Regions from separate parts of the Zea mays genome. Here region 2 is linked to region 1. Evidence: chromatin contacts called from public Hi-C data. All regions are on one chromosome and are shown on one strand. The core of a region is the stretch at or near the end of the contact, and the rest is flanking DNA. Distances in the headings are between cores, read along the strand shown.

The links. A called contact is a pair of places that touch in the nucleus more often than the background predicts.
Region 2: a Hi-C map of tassel shows a contact between it and region 1, with 1.8 times the contacts expected there. The contact joins the promoter of LOC103655700 here to the promoter of LOC542269 in region 1. A contact is called at or near these places in 3 of 25 Hi-C or Micro-C datasets (bundle sheath, ear and tassel).

Annotation. Positions count from the first base shown.
Region 1 is chr4:176,058,671-176,061,580 of Zm-B73-REFERENCE-NAM-5.0, forward strand. LOC542269 (ser/thr protein phosphatase 1) reads left to right here and starts at 1,311. Exons shown (of 4, transcript NM_001111871.1): 1 at 1,311-1,886. The coding sequence starts at 1,709.
Region 2 is chr4:176,192,045-176,194,744 of Zm-B73-REFERENCE-NAM-5.0, forward strand. LOC103655700 reads right to left here and starts at 1,258. Exons shown (of 2, transcript XM_008682408.2): 1 at 1,142-1,258; 2 at 308-1,005. The coding sequence starts at 1,258. The coding sequence ends at 607.

The DNA.
Region 1 (2,910 bases), core at 61-2,560:
CAATACAATCACCATCTTTCAGCTAGTGCTGGTGGTTGTGGTTGTAAGATGGCTGTCCCTTTAGACTAGTTTTGGGCGCATCTGCTGTGCAGAGGCAGAAGGTTCACATAGAAAGGAACGTTTTTTCTTCACCTATTTCACAGCCGGTGAATAACATGGAAGTTATTTCTATCTACGAATGTAAAGCTGAAAATTCCCAGTGTACCATTTGTCCTGCAACCTCTTCTTCCTAGCTGGTTTGAAATCTGAATAACTCCGTTTTGGTCAACTTCATGATGCCTTAACCATGTATACCAAGTGGCTCACACCATGTTGCAGCGTATGAGATTTTTTGCGGTCTCACACCAGAATTAATTTCTGTTTAGGGCTCCTTTGGTTCATAGGATTTTCAAAGGAAAAATGTAGGAACCATGAATCCTTTGGAATTAGCACTGTAGAGCCGTTTGGTTCGTAGGAAACAACCTGACGAAAATCTTTGGAAATTTTCCTATCCTCCAACTTCTATAGGAAAACCATAGGAAAGAAACAATCCACCCTGACCTCTTTTTTTTCTGCAGCTCGCATAGGATCGAGGCAAACAGCTGGTTATTTAGTCCGTGCTGAGCAAGCAACAACAATAAAAAATAGCACTTTGTAAATCAATACATACGTAAGCTATGATGAGTTACATTAACTACATAGTATACTCTAAGCATTCCTATGTTTGTCCTGTGTCATCCAAACGTCTCTTTAGGGATTTTTCCTTTGGTTTTGAATCCTCTGTTTTTCATATCAATTCCTTTCCTATTCCTATGTTTTTCCTATTCCTATGATTTTGGATTCCTGTGTTCCAAAGGAGCCCTTAGCGGAAACTACATGTACAGCGACCGCTTCAAGTGAGCTGATGGCGTTACAGTTGCAACTAGCAAGTAGCAACTGCCAGGACAGATGCATCAGTACAGGATGAGAGAATCACACTCAAGTCTTCCCAAGGCATAAATGCTTGCACCCAGATTTCCTACGAACATCAGCGTTGCCAGTTTGCCACTGATGACTGTTCTCTTCTTCCATCCCGAGGGATACTGCTATACATGCCAGACAGACCCGGAGCAACGATCTGTCAGACGAAAAGGAGATGTGGAGAGCGGAAAGAGACGGCGTCCATCTTCTTTTTTTTGTTCTTGTAATCTCCAACCAAGGACTCAAACACGTCAAGCAAGTAAACGGAGGGCCTAACCATAAAATGGCTTTGCCTTTATTCCAAAGTCCAATACAAGTCTTCCTTGGGGAATTAGCTCATTGAAGAGAGAGAGAGAGAGAGAGAGAGAGGGGAGACCCATTACCAATGCCAAGAACAAGAAACCAGAGAGGACAGCCGCGAATACAATCCGAATCCCCTCCAAAAACCCACCATACCGTCTCCCCCATCTGCAAGAACAAGATCAGGAGAGCATCCTAGGGGGAAGAAACAGGAGGGGGAAAAAGAAGCCCAGAAAGACCAACTGACCAAACAAAAAGGTGGCATCTTTGTGTCACCGAGGCACCGCCGATCACAGACCAAAGCCCGCTCCTCTGGTCCATCCCAAGCGTACAGCAGCCGAGATTTCTTCGATCTGCGCTTGCGTTTTTTTTTCTTGTAAAGATTTTAGTTTTCCCCCCTTCAACTGTTGCTAGCCTTGAGTCGCTGAGAAGTTTCGAGAAGGGTGGTGTGAGTGTCGGATAGCTCAAGATGGATCCGGCGTTGCTGGACGACGTCATACGCCGGCTTCTGGAGGTGAAGAATCTCAAGCCTGGGAAGAACGCGCAGCTGTCAGAGTCGGAGATTAAGCAGCTCTGCGCTGCCGCCAAGGAGATCTTCCTGCAGCAGCCCAACCTGCTGGAGCTCGAGGCCCCCATCAAAATCTGCGGTATTCCCCCCCTTTCCCGTGGCTCCTGAGCAATTTCTTCATGTCTAGGATCCAAGATGACATCTTGGGGACTGCTTTGGTTGGTCAACGGGGTATGGCGCTGTTTGGTCTTGCGCCTTTTTGGGGGAGGTCTTGCTGATGTCTTCAACCCGATCTTGTGATTAAAAGTATCCATTCCCAGTCATCCTTTTGACTGTCGTCATGACTTCAAGAATCGATTGAGGATTGGAATATAGGTGTGCATACATATGTTAGTAGCTGTTTCCGTTTGCAGTGGTTATGCTACTTGGAATAGAAACTCTCTGATTCTGTCTGCTGAAACAAAAGATGCTAGCTTTTACCATCGATCTGATGACCCTACTATAGATTTTGCACCTACCCTCAACTAGTGATGCTAACTGTTGAGGTATCCATGCTTTGGGTTACTGGTAAATCATTGCTGCACTTATACGGTGAAATGGCAATGTCAAATTCACATTTTAGATGGTGCACGAATACAGCACATCTTCAATCTTTCAGAGGGCTCCTGCTATTTGTTAGAAGGATGATACTGATTTACGACATGGTTGTGGTCAGGATATTTTGTGAAAATGTTAAACTGAACAACATAGATGCCCATGAGCATGCATCCTATTAGAAATGAAAGCAGACTACTTAGATGACAGTTCACTAAGGGTACTACATAAACTGGATGTATCTTCACTGTCCTGAACAGAAGTCTTGAATATTTAGTTGTCCGTATGTATTGCCGACAAAAATGCACGCAAGGGCCTTTTGTTGAGTAGCAGTGTAGCACTCCCCACGTTCTGGGTTCGACAAGTTGGGGTTAAGAAATCCCTTCATCTCTCCCATGCCACGAGATCTAAGTTCTGTCTCCGGTCGTGGTCGTTTTCACATGAGCTATGGTGCCGCTGTGTATGGGTGGGGGTGGGGTAGATGTTGAGTTTTTTATAACCCTTGACAGTGTTACATTGCTGAGAAAGCATATCTACTTTATCCCACTTATAGGTTTTCATGCTGTGGC
Region 2 (2,700 bases), core at 8-2,507, 130 kb after region 1:
CGAATCACATTTTACGCTTGAAATGTGCGCGCGGTATCATTTACGATATAAGCTTCTTGTAACTGCTGAAAGCCTCGAGAGTATCATTTATGCATGATATAAGCCGATAGTATTTTTGCCAACAATTGACAAATCTACGCACATTCTTAGTCATTAACCAATCTTGTATATGTTTTCCGATACTGGTACGACAATATTTTTATGAGTTGTACATATGATTTTTAAGGCATATAATTGTACAGTTCAACGACTAATGGTCGCTTTTTATTGAATTGTTTCACCCAATTCCGACATAAAATTATGACGATTAACAAACAATTTTATGATTCACACTAGCATAGCTTACACGTATCCACAACAACATCCGCTAATTGTAACTACCATAAAAAGATCTCCTAAATCTATGCGCTTGCACGATCTGCCGATCTGGGAGCACTGACGTGGTTGGGGGACCGTGGGTGTGGAGGGCGACCGTGGGAGCGCACCTGCCGTCTAGGGACTCGTGGGAGGAATCGGTGCGACCGGGACTCTTTCGGGAATTCTAAGTGTTAAATTACACAATCATATGTATAATCTGGTGCAGACAACTTTAGTATACTCTAATTTTCACATGGATCGAGGTTGTCTGCCGCATGCGACTGCGAGGATACGATGGAAGTTAATGCGATCAACTGTCACGTACGTGCGCACTGCGACTCCCTTCTCTGAGAGCAAATCCATCCAGCAGCCCAGCGTGTCCACGTCGGGCGAGAGCGACGAATGGAGGCGGAACGAAGATACTGGGCCCGGATGGTGGCCAAGGATCCTCGTCATAGCTTCCACTAGGTCCCATGGCTGCTCGGGTTCATGTGGAGGCCAGCCAACCCTGACTGTGATGAGTCCCTCGTCGTGGAGGACCAATGGGGCACTCTCCCAGGCGGTGTCCCGCGGAGCAACGGCACGCCGGTAGACGAAGAGGTCAAGCATTAAGGGGTCGTACTCCCCGTCAATCTTGGAGCCCGGCAGCTAGATATGAAAACAGATATTAATCTTTTATTATTATTATTATGTTGTTGTGAATAAATTAATACCACTGCCGTTCGCCGGTAAAAATTAGACAGGCTTAGAGCTTTTCAAACAAAATTTATCATGTAATTTGTACCTGCGAGAGGGCTTCCGCACAAAGGCGCTCGCGATTCTTTTTGTCAGATTCTCTGTCTCCGCCTTCCACAGCGACCGCCTGCGCGATGGGGGATTCCTTGAAGCTGCCCTCCGTCGTTTAAGTATGCATTCTAATAGACATATTTGGTGTAAAGGGGAAAGGTGTAAAAAATTGCTAACATAACAGAAAATAGAGCAATTGCCAATTAGAAAAGGGAATCTAGATGTACCTATTATTTTTTGGGACTTCAACACAGAAGAAACATTATTTGCATTAGATTCTCTGCATATATGACAGAAATTATGAGGCGGAATGATCAACACTAACTTCCAAGTCAATAGGTGTGTTGTTGTTTGTGTTAATTGTTGAACCCATGAATATATAACTAATTTAGTATAGATTTGGATATCAAATGAACTATTCCAATTCATAAAAAATCAGTTTACCTCTTTGGCTGTGTTACACAGAAATCGCTGGCTCCTATAGTCATGAACCTATTAACACAACTTTAGTTTGACAGTGTAGCCACAATTTTGATGCAGTTGCAGAGTTCAAATACTTCAGCATGAGCCAACAGTAACATAACCACTGCATAGTATATTGAACAATTGCTTTTGTCGTAGCTGCTGCGAGTACAATATGGCTTCAAACTTCATTCTTTGTACTGCAATACCAATTGGATTGGCTACCTGCAAAAGGATTTAACTCAAGTAGAAATGCTGATGATAATAGATTTTAGGAGTCCTCACAATAAGATCTATTATATAATCACAATATCTAGTCGTTGCAATGCAGCGAGAGCACTTTGTGAGCTTTGTTGTATACCAATGGTTATCATGCTTCACTTAGTATGTGATGCTATTACCAACAAATTTATAATTACCAAATCAATCCATTGGACAATAGCAGAGGTCCTACTAAGAACTCTTTTTGTTAACTTTGACAAAAAAATAGCAAAATGGTCTGTAAAATCTTATAGGATCCTCAACCATTGTACCAACCCGGGCAACAACATGACCATAGTACTTTCCCTTTGAATCAAACACATTGAATGATCAAATCATCTCCCATGATACCAGGAAAGCTGAAATATCCACATAAATAATCAAGTTTACTACTTTTATAAGATTAAGCTTTTGTTCTTAACATAGTAAGTTTGGACAAATATATAACAAATTGGGTGTAGTATTTAGAGCAAATGAATGAGTAGTAATAAAAAATAAGAAGTTGTGTTAAGAACTTAAGACTGACATTACCACATATCACATGGAGACCATGTAACCTGTAGCATCAATGTGGAACATTTATTGAAGATTCCTAAAATTTATGAGTCAATTAAGTACGACAAAAGGATGCGAAGGATTTGTAGAAAAATCCAAGGTGGCAGAAATTCCTCTATAATATGTGTGGCTTCTTATTAATTGTTCAGCTAAAACCAACTAAACAATAATTAAATAGGAAAGTATCGTAAAAACAAAGAAACATGACTCTCACAAAAAAAAATCAAGTGGATGCTTTGAGCGATGCTATTATGGCAGATTCATGCTAAACTGGACAAA